2 separate regions of the Sus scrofa genome follow, and region 2 is linked to region 1. Evidence: chromatin contacts called from public Hi-C data. All regions are on one chromosome and are shown on one strand. The core of a region is the stretch at or near the end of the contact, and the rest is flanking DNA. Distances in the headings are between cores, read along the strand shown.

The links. A called contact is a pair of places that touch in the nucleus more often than the background predicts.
Region 2: a Hi-C map of liver shows a contact between it and region 1, with 3 times the contacts expected there. A contact is called at or near these places in 4 of 47 Hi-C or Micro-C datasets (epiblast stem cells and liver).

What each region holds. Positions count from the first base shown.
Region 1 is chr3:53,329,884-53,337,572 of Sscrofa11.1, reverse strand. NPAS2 (neuronal PAS domain-containing protein 2) reads left to right here. Exons shown (of 21, transcript XM_021087167.1): 8 at 2,830-2,948; 9 at 3,637-3,719; 10 at 4,821-4,927; 11 at 7,623-7,689. Among named protein-coding and RNA genes, the nearest start is that of RPL31, 38 kb to the right of the region's middle.
Region 2 is chr3:53,435,923-53,443,611 of Sscrofa11.1, reverse strand. The region is part of intron 1 of NPAS2 (neuronal PAS domain-containing protein 2); the gene reads left to right. Among named protein-coding and RNA genes, the nearest start is that of NPAS2, 51 kb to the left of the region's middle.

The sequences.
Region 1 (7,689 bases), core at 3,678-6,177:
AAGAGTTAGCTCAGGTCTGGGCCTCTCCTTAAAATATCTAACTGAGCAATCACGACATTTCCCTTTCGGGATGCATCTTCACCTTTAAAGCCGCCCAAGTTATCAGGGAACAGATCAAACCACCTCGGGAGGCAGTCAGGCAGCAGCACAGTCTGCACAACATCCACTTCATTTCCACAATTCGGGCTCTGCCCCTGGAAGAAGGTGTTGGGGGCTGGTATTTCCTATGCCACCCTTTTCCTGTCTCTTCCTCCTCACAGTAAGTCACCGAGGTCGGCACTCACCAACAAGAGCACATGATCTGAACAGCCGAAAGGGTCACTCAAACAAGGCTAGTGGTTTAGTGACAGGTTAGAGAAACTTACTCTTAAATTCCTGGGAGGTCCTGGGAAGTTTGCTTGGAAGGTCTAGCTATTGAGAAAGAGGAGAAAGAATCGAATTAAGTTGTTATCTGGCGGCCCACGTCTCAGATTGGAGCAGAGCAGATATTTCACATCTGGGAAATTTTTTAACATCTTTTTTTTTTTTTTTTTGAATTACTCAGATGTTCACATCTGCAGACACTTCCTTGTGTGGAATTGTTTTCCTTTCCCTTGACACGTTCCTTGGTTCACCCTGCAAATTAATCTGCAGTGATCTAAGCCGAGGACTGGCAGATATAAATTCTCTCGGGCCCACTGTTTTTTTGGTCTTTTTAGACCTGCACCCGAGGCATATGGAGGTTCCCAGGCTAGGGGTTCAATCGGAGCTGGAGCTGCTGGCCTATGCCACAGCAACACCAATGCCAGATCTGAGCTGCATTTGTGCCAGATCCTTAACCCACTGAGTGAGGCCAGGAATTGAACCTGTGTCTTCATGGCTGCTAATCTGATTTGTTTCCGCTCAGCCATGTCAGGAACTCCAGGCCCGCTCTTTTTTATTTTACCCACTTTCTCTTCATGTTTAGAAACACTAGTGTTTAGGTGAATGCATGCAGAGGCTGTGTTTGGTAAAATGAATTTTTTCATGTTAATGGGTAGACCCACTATGGGTAGAATCACTTAGAAACCTGCAAAGACTGAAGACAAAAAAATGACTGCAAAGCCAAAATCTGGAGAAATTCTTTTTTTTTTTTTTTTTTTTTTGTCTTTTGTTGTTGTTGTTGCTATTTCTTGGGCGGCTCCCGCGGCATATGGAGATTCCCAGGCTAGGGGTTGAATCGGAGCTGTAGCCACCGGCCTACACCAGAGCCACAGCAACTCGGGATCCGAGCCGCGTCTGCAACCTACACCACAGCTCACGGCAACGCCGGATCGTTAACCCACTGAGCAAGGGCAGGGACCGAACCCGAAACCTCATGGTTCCTAGTCGGATTCGTTAACCACTGCGCCACGACGGGAACTCCCGGAGAAATTCTTGCAGATGTCATTTTAGAAGGCCGTTCATTTTCTGATGCTTTATGTGTCCTTAAATTGGAAAACATAACTACATTTAATCTACAAATTCAGAGTTAAGAGATATCATCAACTACATTTTAAACACAAGGAAGTAGTATAGATGATCTAGAAAAGTCATCCTCAACCTTGGCTGCATGTTAGTAAATCTGGGGAGCTTTAAAAAGTGCTGGTGGCTGATTTTAATCCTGAGTTTCTGAATGAGGTGACCTGGGATAGGGACCGTCCTGTAGAAGGTTCTGGGGAATGTGGTGAGAATTCTGTAAACACGGTCAGCTGACTTTTCTCATATTTATTAGGGCTCTTTTTCCCACCTAGCAAACTCCACCTTAAATAGTAGGCTCTTTCTCTGGCCCAGAAAGTAAAGCAATTTCCTACAGTCACCTGAAGACAGGTGTACGGCTCCCAGGGCAACCACCGCTGATGCCAAGTGGTACCTCCTTTGGCCCCGCCCCGGGGGTGTGGCCTCAGCATCCTGTGGGCGGGAGCCTAGCAGCCCCCTCTCGGCCCTATTAAAACCGGGGTCTTGGTGTCCCAGGACATGGGTGGAGTCCCTGCGCTTCGTTCCCACTCTGAGTGACCTTGGTTAATACAGATAAACTTCCTGGGCCTCCGTTCCCTCATGTATAAAATAAGGACAGTCACGCCCTCCCAGACTTAATATGTAAGACGCCATGAGCAGGTTTTGTCACCTGGGCATCGAGTTTTGTTGTGGACACTGTGGACCTGTGGGGATCCCCCTGAATCTTGACCTGTTTCTTCAGTAGCCGAGGCCAGGCGCTTGCAGACTGGGCTCCGAGGGGCGGTTTCAGGGCAGACACCCCTGAATCCCAGCTGTGCTACTCTAGGGGCAGGGGCGTCACCATGTGTCAAGACCCCTGCTTCCCCCGAGCCCATCTGTATCAGAAACACCGTCTGATGATGGAACTCACCCTTAAAACACCTGCTGGGAGTTCCCTGGTGGCTCAGCCAGTTAAGGATCTGGCGTTGACACTGCCATAGACGTGGGTTCCATCCCTGGCCAGGGAACTTCCACATGCCACAGCTGCGGCCAAAAAAATTAAAAATTAAAAAAATAATAAAACACCACCTGGTGTGCGCATGCAGGCCCTTCTGCAGAATAGGGCTGTCAGCTCACGTTGCAGGGCATTTTTCTCGGCACTGTCACCTCAGTGGAGGCAGGGTAAGTAAAAGTGAGGGAGTAGTGTGTCGTTCCTATTCCAGCTCAGTTGGCCTTGAACCTCAGGTTGCTGTGCAATGGGGCTAATAGTAGCACCCTCGTCCCTGAGTTGCCATGGGAATGAGACAGTTCATGGACCCAAAGCCTCTGGTAGTATGAGGTGGGGCTTGGCTTTGCTGTACTGCATCTGACCTGTCTCTCTTCCCCTCCACCCAGAACCCAGCCCCTCTTGTAACGGCTTTGACAGCGCCCTCTCGAGACCTTGCCGAGTCCCCCTGGGCAAGGAAGTCTGCTTCATCGCCACTGTTCGCCTGGCAACACCACAATTCCTAAAGGCAAGTACCTGGAGAGAATTGATCATGCAGCCCCCTTATGATCGAGTCACGTTTAGTTATAAGTAGTTCATCGTCTCCATGGGGCAGAATAAGAACGTGGCATTGATGCTGAGAATGGTAAATGTCTTATTTCGGTATGGTGACAACCGCACAAGCTCTTTCCTCTAACTTCACTTTCCTGCTGGCCATTTTGTTTGAGCACAGCATCAATTGCTCTTCGTCTGGCCAATGCTCTTCTAGAACTCTGTAAACCTTCCCACCCTTTACTCTGACCTTGACACCACTCAGGGTGGGCAGAGGTGAGAACTGAGTCAAACCCAGGGCTGCTCTGGCATCTCTCCTCTGTGATTGCTTTCACATCCATGGCCTGAGTGCTGAGTTAAATTAGTAATTCAGATTCAGATGAAAAGCCATTTTCCACATGTTTCCCGCACATCTCAATAATGGGAAGGGAGTGGTATGACATTTTGGCTCTTAGGTATTTTTCTCCAGCTTGTGAAATAAATTTAGCATCGGCTAATCTCAAAATTAGCTGCAGATGATGAAATTTCAGTCCAACACAACTTGGAGACTTGCTCTAAACAGTTTTAACTGCTGTTACTGACCATGCATTCTTGAACAGACCCGGGGGGAGGGGGAGGAGAGCATCTGGCACCCCCAAGCAATCTTTTTCTCCCTGCTCATACAGGAAATGTGCATCGTTGACGAGCCTTTAGAGGAATTCACTTCAAGGCATAGCTTGGAATGGAAATTTTTATTTCTGGATCACAGGTTTGTGAAAAGAAAAACATGTTTGGGTTGGGTCCTTTTCAAGGGCTTGTGTGCATGAGCCAGGGTCTCCTCGGAAGGAGGAAAGCTGGGCCCGGTCCCTTCAAAGGAAAAGAGCTCTCCTGTGGTGGGATAAGTGGTACCCAGCTGAGGGGCTGGAGATTTCTTGACTGCATTTGTCCCACCTGTGGATGTGCCCTGGGTTTGGGTCTGAGCATCCTGGGACAGCTAGTGCCACAGCCTGGGACATCTTTGGGGTACACCCACCCCCAGCCTACTTGGGACCCTCTCCAGTTCCCATGAACCAGGAGCATGTGAGAGTAACTCATTTCTGTCAACACCCTTTGTTCCTTTAGCCCAATCTTCTTTCTTTCTTTCTTTCTTTTTTTTTTTTTTTTTTTTTTTGGTAACATTTTTCACAGTTTAAGAACTAGAAATCTCCCCTTCCCCCTCTTTTTTTTTTTTTTTTTTCTTTTTTCTTAACACTATGGGTTGGGTTGACCCAATCTGTAGCTATCTTTTTGCCTTTCTTTTTTGGGGGGGTACACCTGGGGCATATGAAAGTTTCCAGGCTAGGGGATGAATAGGAACTGCAGCTGCCAGCCTACACCACGGCCACAGCAACACTGGATCTGAGCCGTATCTGCAACCTACAGCACAGCTCACAGCAATGCCAGATCCCTGACCCACTGAGCAAGGCCTGGGATCAAACCTGCATCCTCATGTATACTAGTTGGGTTTGTTTCCACTGTGCCATGACAGGAACTCCAATCTATAGCTATTTTTAATTATGCAGTAGTAGTGACGTTTATGATTGTGGGGCCAAGTTTTGCCAAGGCAACGGAGTATCTAAAATGCCCCAGACTATGAGCACTTTGGAAAACACAGCCTCTCCGGTTTGGACCATTGCAAAATTATTTCCCTGCCCTTATTCTTGAGAAATGAGGCCCCTGGCCTGTTACCAACCGTGCATTCTGGAACAGACCCGGGGGAGGGGGGAGGAGAGTGTCTGGCACCCTCATGGGCCACCTGCACCCTCATGGGCTACCTCAGTGAGCCCCGTGGTGCTTCTTCTCTGATGAATGACCCCACTGTCCTTGGCAGAGCCCCTCCCATCATAGGATACCTGCCTTTTGAAGTTCTGGGAACCTCGGGCTATGACTACTACCACGTCGATGATCTGGAACTCCTGGCCAGGTGCCACCAGCACTGTGAGTACCGCCCCCTGGCCCCAGCCCAGGGCCACAGGCTCTCTCCATGGAGCCCAGACAGCGTGTTCCTTGATTTCTTTGGAGACAAAGGGCTTTGCTTCCTCTGGGACAATCTAGGCATTGGTGGGGGTCCTTTGGCTGGACACCCCCCATGTTTTGCCCTCTGGAATTGACTCTGCTCTGCCTACCCCCTGCCAAGCCCCCTCCCAGTGCCCCACAGAGCAGATGTGTGCGCTCTTTCATCTCACGGAAAAAACTAAAGTGCTGCTTGATCACTTGGTTTTCAGGTCACCACTGCTTCTGGCTCTTCCAGGGGTGCCAGGCCACCCTGGGTGTAGACCTACCTTCATGGTCTGAGGACATCCCTGCTCTGTTGGAGTCCCCCCCCCCCCCAGCCTGGCTTCCCTCTCTAAGTCAGGCAATTCACTTCAGACAAAAGGCTGAATTCATGTAACTCTTCTTGAGTCAGCAGATATGTGTGGGCCACAAACTCCAGGCCAGATACTGAGCTAGGCCAGCGACATAGAGACAACCAGAATCTCCTTGCTGCCCTGCAGGAGCAAGGTGTGATGGAAAAATACCAACAGTGCAGAATCACGTGTTGGTGCATTCAAGGGGATGTGAGAGGGATATTGAGGGGCTTAGGGGAGGAGCCTTCTCCCCACTGCGGGACAGGGGTCCAGAAAGGCTCTCTGCTGGCAAAGGGACAGGAAGTGGGGCTCGTGGTGCAGGAAGGAGAACCACAGCACATCTGGTTTCTTCCTTAGCAGGAGCCAGGAATTAACCATTCCACTTGGTGCTGAGGGCTACCTTTGAATAGGAACATTTCCAGCAGTATTGACCTATGGCTCCTGATACATGGCTTGACCACCAACACTGTGTCTCGCTAGATGCCTTGTCTATGGAACCATTATAGAACCATTATCACTTTCTCCTCTGCTGTTCTTTTTTTTTCAGTGGTCACACCCAGGGCATATGGAAGTTCCCAGGATTGAATATGAGCCACAGCTTTGATCTATACCACAGCTGTGGCAACCCCGGATCCTTTAATCCACTGCCCTGGGCTGGGGATTGAACCTGCACCTCCGCAGCAACCCAAGCTGCTGCATTTGGATTCTTAACCCACTGTGCCACAGTGGGAACTCTTCTGCTATTCCTGTTGATGCAAGAACAGGCTTGAGAAGTTCCCTGGTGGCTCGGTGAGTTAAGTATCTGGCATTGTCACTGCTGTGGCATGGGTTCCATCCCCAGCCCAGAAACTTCCGCATGCCTTGGGCATGGCCAAAAAATAAACAGGCTTAAGTTGGATGAGGATCTGCTGTTAAGTTTGAAGGCTCATCTTTGAACTGTTAACCCCTTCTTCTCAAAGGTGATCCTTGAGCAGAGCACAGGTGTCATGAAGAGTTTGCTACATGTATGGCCTCTTAGTGTCCTGCCCCCTGGGTCTTTGCAATTAGAGCATCCTTTTAACAGGAGCTCCTAGTGTTCTGGGGGCCCATGAAATGGGAGAAGCAAGGCTACTTCAAGCCTCTGGCTGCTTCTGACTCTTCCAGTGGTGCCCGGCCACTGTGGGTGTAGACCTGCCTTCATGGTCTGAGGACCTGTCACTGTGATGGGGCAGGACATCTCTGCTCTGTTGGAGCCCCTCTGCCCAGCTTCCCTCCCTGCATGCATCACACTCTCCAAGTCGGTACCTCCTTCGGCGGTGTTCCTCTCCTAGTTAGGATTTCCCTTGACCTTGTGCCTAAAGGGGCACCTAAATTCCAGGCGCCAAGGCAGTGACACCCAACTCTTCTTCCTTGGACCCATGGTCCAGCTTTCTGCCCTGCGTGGGCTTCAGCCTTCAGCGTATACTGATGGTTCACATGTGCGCTGGCGCACCTAGGGAACCACGACAGGTTTAACCGCAGGGGCTCCACGCTGCTTGCGCGTGGGTGTGACCCGATGGAAAGCACCTGCGGGTGGCGCTCTAGAACCCCATTGGCTGAGAGTCCAGGGTGGAGCCACAGCCATAGGGATCCACTGGCCCACCGGCTGTCAGGTCTATTTTCCGTCCAGTTCTCTGGCACTGCGCTTCTTCAGTGCCAAATACACTCCACCTGCAGCAGGAAGATGAGCACCAGGAAAGCCAGGGCCTCTCTTTAATTAAACTCCACTTGGAGAATCTGCCCTGGTTTCAGGCTCTCTGAAGCCTCTGAGCATTTGGGAAAGCAGGTGGATCCTTCCTCTTGTTTCAGAACTCATTACGGTTTACTGTGATTTTTTTTTTTTTTTTGGTCCTTTTGCCATTTATTCGGCCACTCCCGCGGCATATGGAGGTACCCAGGCTAGGGATCTAATCGGAGTTGTAGCCACCGGCCTACACCACAGCCACAGCAACGCAGGATCCGAGCCGCGTCTGCCATCTACACCACAGCTCACGGCAACGCCAGATCCTCAACCCACTGAACAAGGCCAGGGATCGAACCCTCAACCCCATGGTTCCTAGTTGTGGATTCGTTAACCACTGAGCCCCGACGGGAACTCCAGGGTTTACAGTGATCTTGACTGTCACTTCAAACCCATCACGACTGGGGAAATGATCGATTTGTGTGTGGCCTTGTCTTTTTTGAAAGCTGGTCTTTTTAACAGTAATGGGGGGGGGGCATTTTTGTCTCAACATTTGTTATGTGCAGACTCCATCTTCTGTTAACAGTGATGCAATTTGGCAAAGGGAAGTCGTGTTGCTACCGGTTTCTGACCAAAGGGCAGCAGTGGATTTG
Region 2 (7,689 bases), core at 3,627-6,126, 110 kb before region 1:
AAGGACCCCAACTAGCATCCATGAGGATTTGGGTTCCATCCCTAGCCCCGCTCAGTGGGTTAAGGATCTGGCATTGCCATGAGCTGTGGTGTAGGTCTCAGATGTGGCTCGGATCCAGTGTTGCTGTGGCTGTGGCCTAAGCTGATAGCTGCAGCTCCAGTTCGACCCCTAGCCTGGGAACTTTCATATGCTGCACGTGTGGCCCTAAAAAGAAAAAAAAATTCAAAATTTCTCAAGTCCTTCTTTTTAAATAATTACTTGTTCCTTGCTTTTATGTTCAAGCCTCTTATTTATATCTTTAAAGTTATTCAACATATTTACTTTATAGTCCAGGGATGATCCTTCTAATACCTGGAATCACCGTGACTCAGACTTTGCTCTTGATTGCTTCTGCAAGTCCCCTTTCTCCTTGCACATTTCATGGATTTTGAGTGGGTTCATATTCCTTGGAACTTGACCTGTCAGAACTTTTTTGAAGCTCGGGTTAAGGTTACTTTCCTCTAAAGAGGATTTGTGTTTGTTCTGCTCTGCACCTGAGTCCTCTCGAGCTGGAACCACTTTAAATTCTCTCTTACAGATTTTAAACCACACAGATGACATTTGGGCGTAAGACCCATGTGAAGACCATCTTGTGATGAGGACAGTTTGGGAGTAATTATTTTTCTCCCTTGGATCAAAAAAGGCAAATCTCTTCCAGTTCCTTCTGTGTGATTCTTCTCCACTCTGTGTCATGCCCATCCACACTGAACAGAGCCCTCCTCTGGGACTGAGCTTTATGCAAGGGTCTCCTGTTGGATTCCCAGCATGGCCAGGGTTGTCTCTTTCCTTCTGCCTCATCCTACACAGCATCCTTGCCAAGGTCGAGGTCACGGGGTTCACCTCCTGGGAGACCCTCACTTCAGCCCTGTTTACTCCCAGGACCCCTGCCTCCATCTGTGCTTGGGCTGCGGCAGACTCCTGTTTTCCTATCAGCTCAGCCAATGAATAGCTAGTTTCTGTGCTCTTATCCTTCATTCTTCGTTGACTCCAACAGAGGGTTGGCCCAGGGGTCTGGGAGTAGAACCATATACAATTAATCGATGTTCCGTATGGTGAAGGGCAAGGGTCTCCTGTGGATGCCACCTCCTCTGTCCAGTTGCTCCACCCAGGGATGGCATGGAAAGGCCACATCCTCCCACATCCTTTGTCATTCAACATCCCCTGCAACCAGCACATAGTGTGAGGGGCTATGTGGATACCAGCAGGTGTAGTTCTGGCAAAGGCTGGTGCTGCTGTCCCTCCAGGTGACAACTCCTGTGAAGGCCAGTGCTTCCCTTTTTGCCTCCAAATGGAGCTGCCTGACCCTTAGAGGCACCCTGGACTTTGGAGGAGTCAAGTCCCATATCATTCAGGCCAGTGATCAATGACTCTTGGCTCTTTGTCACCTGGCAGCCTGCTCCCAGGCAAGGCTAGTCTCCTGCCACACAGGCTCCTGGCATCCTGTTTCCTCCCTTCAGCCCTAGGCTCTGAGGCAGGGACAGCCTATAGCCTGCAGCTGCATCTCACCCATAGCCCGTCTTTGTAAATAAAGTTTTATTGGGATACACAGCCATGCCCATTGTTTCACACCATGAGGTCCCACCTACAGCATTGAAAATATTTACTGTCTGTCCTTTTAGAGGAAGCATTTGCTGGGCCTACTCTGAGGACACCCCCTCCCCCAGGCTGCCCACCTGTCTTTCAGCCCTGCCTAGAGCATCCTGTATCCAGATGCTCCCTCCGTGTTGTTACCTGCACTCACATCCGCGCCAGCTCCAGCTTCCCTGACGGCGCCTCCTTTGCTCAGCCTGGTCTGCATCTGCCCTTTGGAATGCTGGAAATGCATATCCAGTGAGTGACCCACCCTGGGAAACCCTCACATGGTGAAGTTAGACTCTGACAGTCTTCCTGCTCCATTGGAACATTTCATCACCCAGGAGTAGGTCTTCAATCTCAGACCTTTGGGGGAAGACAGGTATTTTCGCTCCATCTCTCTACATAGTCATAGCAAATACACACTTCAAGCAGTGGACACAGTCTTGGAAATAAGACAACAGACATGCAAGGTGCTATTTTAATAAACTAAATAGCACTACATGGCATGAGAGGAACTCTTCTAAAGAAAGCAAAATGTTCAACAGTGGAGAATTAATTTATACTGAAAACAATCCCCCCCAAGCATGTCTGTTTTGGCTCATCTATAGCTGAAAGGACACAGGCCATTGATAGTCTCATGGCCAGGGGTGTGGACTGGGGAGCCAGACTGCTTGGTGGCAATGCCTGCTCTGCCAGTGATTGGTAACTGTGGGCAAGTCACCTGGTATCTCTGTGCCTCGGTTTCCTCAACTGGTAAAGGGTTCAGAGGGTTACAAACATGATGAAATGAGATCAAACATTAAAAATCCCTAGAACACTGCCTGGAGCCTAGAGGCCTTCCCATGTTAGCCATGACCATGTCATTTAATGTTTCTGACCTTGTGTTTCCTCATCTATAAGAGGGAAGTCACAATAACAAACTTTTATTTTGTTTGAGGAATAACCATGATGGGTTTAAAGCACCCAAACAGGGCACACTATAGAAGTCAAATAATTGGTGGAGAGATGCCATTTTCTGGGACTTCGTTAATATTGGTCCCATATTTTCTTTTCCCCACTAAAGCTAACTATAGATTCCTTCTTCAAAAGAAATGGTTTCTAGAAACATCCTCAGTGTGGTGGGGCTTCAGCAGCTGCTTTTGGCTTGTTCTATTGCTAATCATTGCATGAAAAGCCCAGAGAGCTGTGTGTTCTCTTGTCTAGTGACTCTGCTTATCCAAGACTCAGCCACCACCTCCAGGAAGCCACCCCTGATGCCTAAACCCCACCATCTTGGTGCTTCTGTTACATCACGTGATGACTTTGCAGAGACAGGGACAGAGTTATTCATCTGTATATCTGTTGTGACTGGCAGACCGTGTTCCAACAAGTACTAAAGACCTACCACTTAGGTGCACAAAAGAAACTGACAAATAAATGGATGCCAATTAAAATTTCTTTGAGAATACACAATGACTCTACCTATCTTTAGAATTATGGGAGTTCCCTGGTGGCTAAGTGGGTGAAGGATCCATTGTTGTCACTGCTGTGGCACAGGTTCGATCCCTGGCCTGGGAACTTCTACATGCTGTGGGTGTGCCAAGAGAAAAAAAAAAAAAAAAAAAAAAGAATTGTGCCGTATGGATCATTTTCTCAAAATAAAATCTCACAAGAGTATCATACACATAGATCCCACTTTTCTCCCTGGCTCCAAATTGCAGTGTGAATGGAAATATGCAAACGTGATCACACCCACACTAGACGCCAGTTCAGCCATCTCTCCTATAAGCCTTAGTGTTTTCTCCTCCGCTTGACATTTTCTTCAAATACCGTTTCATTTTGTAATGCTGTCTCTACACATATTTTAGAATTATAATAATAACTCACTGGGGATGTGTTTGGTTTACACAGTAAGCAGGGCTGCTGGACCCTGTAGTGGATGATGTGAGTAGGCTCAGAAACTCCAACCACCGTCCCTTGTACACATGTTGTACCTTCTCTGCTACTCCTCCTGGGAACTGCCCACAGCATGATAGGGCTTCAGAAGTGCCGAAGGCCAGAAAGTGGCTTCCTATTTCAATGAACCTGAAACATGGGAGAGGCTTCTGGATACCTGTTTTCAGAGAGTGGTTGTAAATAGACAATCAGCTCTTGATTGTCCAGCAAATAGGGAAGAGGAATGAAATACAGCTCACACAAGGGAGTGGGACAAAGATGAATAACACTTGAACCTGATCTGTGCTGAGCACCCCACATTGGGAGGGATGGTCTCTGCTTCACAGAGAAACTGGGAATTTCTTATCTGGCAGTTACAATTTTAAAAGATAAAAGTAAAATGAAGTCAGACATCAGTTTTCTACAAGCCTTCTCACAGCCCTGTGGTGTGGTCAAGGCAGGGAATGCCTAGAACCCTGATGCTCTTCACTACAGGCTGGCTCCTTACCTAGAACTTGGGAGCTCATTTAATACCAGGTTCTAGGCCACAGCCCTGATATGAGTGGATGGGCCCTTGTGACCATGTGGTGGGCTTCCTTCTGGACAGTTTGTCTATCAGGTTTGCAGTTATTGGAACTAAGTATAAATCCTGAACATGTTGGCAAGTTGAAAATAGTTATTTTCATCATTTGTAGAATCAAAAGCTTAAGCACATGTGGCATATACATTCATGGGAATATTACTTGGCAATGAAAAGGAAGGAAATTCTGATACCTCTGCAGCATGGATAAACCATGAAGACATGGTGCTGAGTGAAAGAAGCCAGACACAGGAGGATATTCTGATTCCATGAATTCCAGGAGGCATGATTCCACTTATCCAAGGTTTCTAAGGTAGTCAGACCCAAAGACAGAAACACAATGGTGGTTGCAAGTGGCTGATGTGTGTGTGTGTGTGCACGCATATGCAGAGAGTTGGTGTTTAATGGATACAGAGTTTCAGTTTGGGATGATGAAAATTTTCTACTAAAGATGGATGGTTATACAACCTTGTGGCTGGGCTTAATGTCACTTATACACTCCAAAAAGGTTGAGATGGTAGATTTTATGTTAGGTATATTTTATTGCAATTGAAAACAAAGCTTACACACACACACACCTAAATCCAACCCTGGGGGACCATGCAGATGTGGTTCTGAAGCCTTGTCACTTGGACTCTCCGAAAGGTAAGAACCTGAGCCTCTTTTCTTGAGGCCTTGCAGACTCAGACCTGCCTGGGCCCTGGAAGTGAACACTTGAGTGTTGAGACTTGAAAGTGTGGGCGGGGCCCGCATGCTGTTGGTTTTGTAGACCAGAGGTCGTTTACTTTGGCATTTTTAACAAAGATTTCAAGCTTATGGAGTTTGCCAGTCAGCCTGGTCTCAAGGCCCCGAATTAAGCAGCATGTACTTTTTGATTTAAATACAGAACAATAGCAGACAGCATAAAAGCTTTCCCAGGGCTATTTTTCCCTTGAAGTAACACAAAGGAAGACGGATGAGGAAAAAACACCCACATGGAATCAAATACGGCAGAAAGCAAATTTCCAACCACATGATGTTAGCACAGAAGGGAAACGGAGATGGGTTAACAACGGAGCTCAGAGTTCCAGAAGCGAGGCCTCTTAAGTTATTTTTAGCACCAATGATGCCATAAAGCCTGTTTTTCCATTTCACTCCGGTGAATCGAATTATTTGCCTTTCTCTGCGTTGACCACCCTAATTGTTGTGTTTGATGGAGTCAGAGCGGGCCTGCTTGAATGGCAGCTGACTGCAGGCACAGGGCCCTACTTTGGAGTCAACTGGGCTTCCCTGATTCTGTTGCATCATCCGAGTGTGTCTGGTCCTTGTAGCAACACTGGAGCCACAGATATGCTTTTCAGCATTTCTCCAGGGTAGACAGGACCATTGAAAGTGTTGAACCAAAGCACATGGCCAGTACCATTTTGTGGGACCTGAATGTGCTGTGTGGAGAAATCCATGGTCCCAGGCCAGCTTCTCTGGGCACCTCCACTGCTCTGGTCACTAGGTCCGTGGGTGTCAGTGCTGGTCCTCCAGGAACATGAAATTGGGTGTCGGCGTGTTCCTTCCAGATGTGACTTCCCAACAAGGCTGAGTGTCAGAATCTCTTGGGGGCCCAGGATTCTGGATTTGAGTGGCTGTCCAGGTGGTTCTGTTGCCCAGCCAGATTAGGTAACCACAGCCTTAATCAGTTCTTTTCCATCAGGGGTAGCAAATGAAGAGTCTAAATGGGAAGCTGGTGTGGTGGGTGGAGAGGGGCATGGAAGGGAGATGGCCGGTGGTTACTGGGGGCGGTAGTGGCGAGCATGCTGGCGACACAGCTCAGGTCTTTTAGGAAAGTGGCACAACTCTGAATATCCTTCTCCTTGGCCATCTCACCTGTCTGGAAAACAGCCCAACAGGTCACAGGGCCGCCCAGGCTGAGCCCCAGAGGCAGGCAGAGAGCTCAGACATGGGAGGGGGAGGCAGTCACCTGCTGTCCAGTGCTTGGGAAGAAGTGCCATGAAGGTAAGCAGGTGGCCCCAGTGACCAGAGAAGCTGGTGTAAGGATGAAGGGCCTTGGTGTTCCAGGTGCACTTGACTTTTTGCAGTCGCTCATCAGGAACGCCCTCCCCAGACATCACTCATCACGAACATCTTGATGACCCAGAACCGCCAGGGCAGAGGTGACAGTTAAGTTCACTTCACTCCACTGAGGCAGGCAGGGAGGTGGCAGATCACTATGGGAACTGCTGTGTCCAAAATGGATGAAAGAAGAGCGCTTTCTGGACCAGTGTGGCTCTGAGAAGTTCTTTTCCTGCCCAGCTGAGCCTCGTGGGGGCTGGTCTGCATCACACCTGAAATCCATCAGCCTCTGTCTCTGCCCAGACTCTCATTCGAGAATGTCTTTGGGTACCGTCTTCCCATCTCAGAGGGTCCTGCCTGCATGTCTTCAGATGCTTCTGCACTCTGTGGTCATCGCTGTAACCTTCAGCTATGGACATGATGTGAGTCTTGGTTCGGCTCCCCTCCCCACGTATCTCAGGGAGTGCCATCATTTTACTACCACGCAGCTTGGTAAGAGCCATGCGCTGCCAGAGACCAAGGAAAATGGATTTCTCAAATGTGGCTGAAACACAGTGGAACGTATTCAAACTCTTACAGCCCGGGGATGTGAGAATTTGTAAATTACCAGTAGTATCGCTAAGCCCAGCATGCCTGGCGCTTATGGGTCCTGCACTGATTGCAGAAAGGGGTGATGAGTTGGAGTGAACCCAGCAACCGCGGAAGGTTCTTTGGGATCAGCTGTGCCCACAGCAGAGGCCTGTCTCCAGGAACCAGGAACCAAATGGCCATGCAGGGGTCAGTGGCCACGTGGCTCCAGACATCAGGGAAGACTGGGTAGGAAAAGGGGGAATCTGGAGGGCTGTCCCAGGAGCTCAGCAAGGAGACGGGAGTGCAGGAGTCGGTTTTCCTTGATATTTATGCCTAGAGGAGACAGGGTCACTGGAAAGAAAATGAGCATGCTTAGGAAACAGCTGAGAACCCAGAAAGCTCATCTTTCCAATGTTGGGTGAAAACACAGAAGGATCCACAGCCACAAACTAGAGGAAAACAGCTCCCTGTTTACATCAGAGAAGGAAGAAAAGCACAGAGATTTGGCTGCCTCCTTTGTTCTTGGAAACAAACGCCTGGCTTCAACCATCATCTGAAAGGTACAAGAGGCTCAGTATGAACCCACACCTTGGGTGATTTGCCAACAGTATCAAGGTAACTTCCTTGTTTTCTTTGCAAGAAATGTTTGCTAATTATGTTGGTGTTGATTTTGTAGATTCTCAGTGATACCCAGCTGTAAGGGAGTGATGTTTACCCATTTGAAATGTATCTGAGTTCAAATAATATAACTTGGGTTTTCAGTGCTCACCACTGACTTTTTTTAAAGGTACCATAAACTATTTAGAAGAAAATGCCTTCTAAATCTTTTTGTGAAAGTGGGTAGACGATATCTCTGCGGGCACATGTGAGTAGGTAGGAATGCTTTGTTTCATTGATGGTATTTAAATGTTCAAGATGTTATGGACTAGATTTTCTTTGAAGTGAATTTCATCTACTTTTAAAAGTAA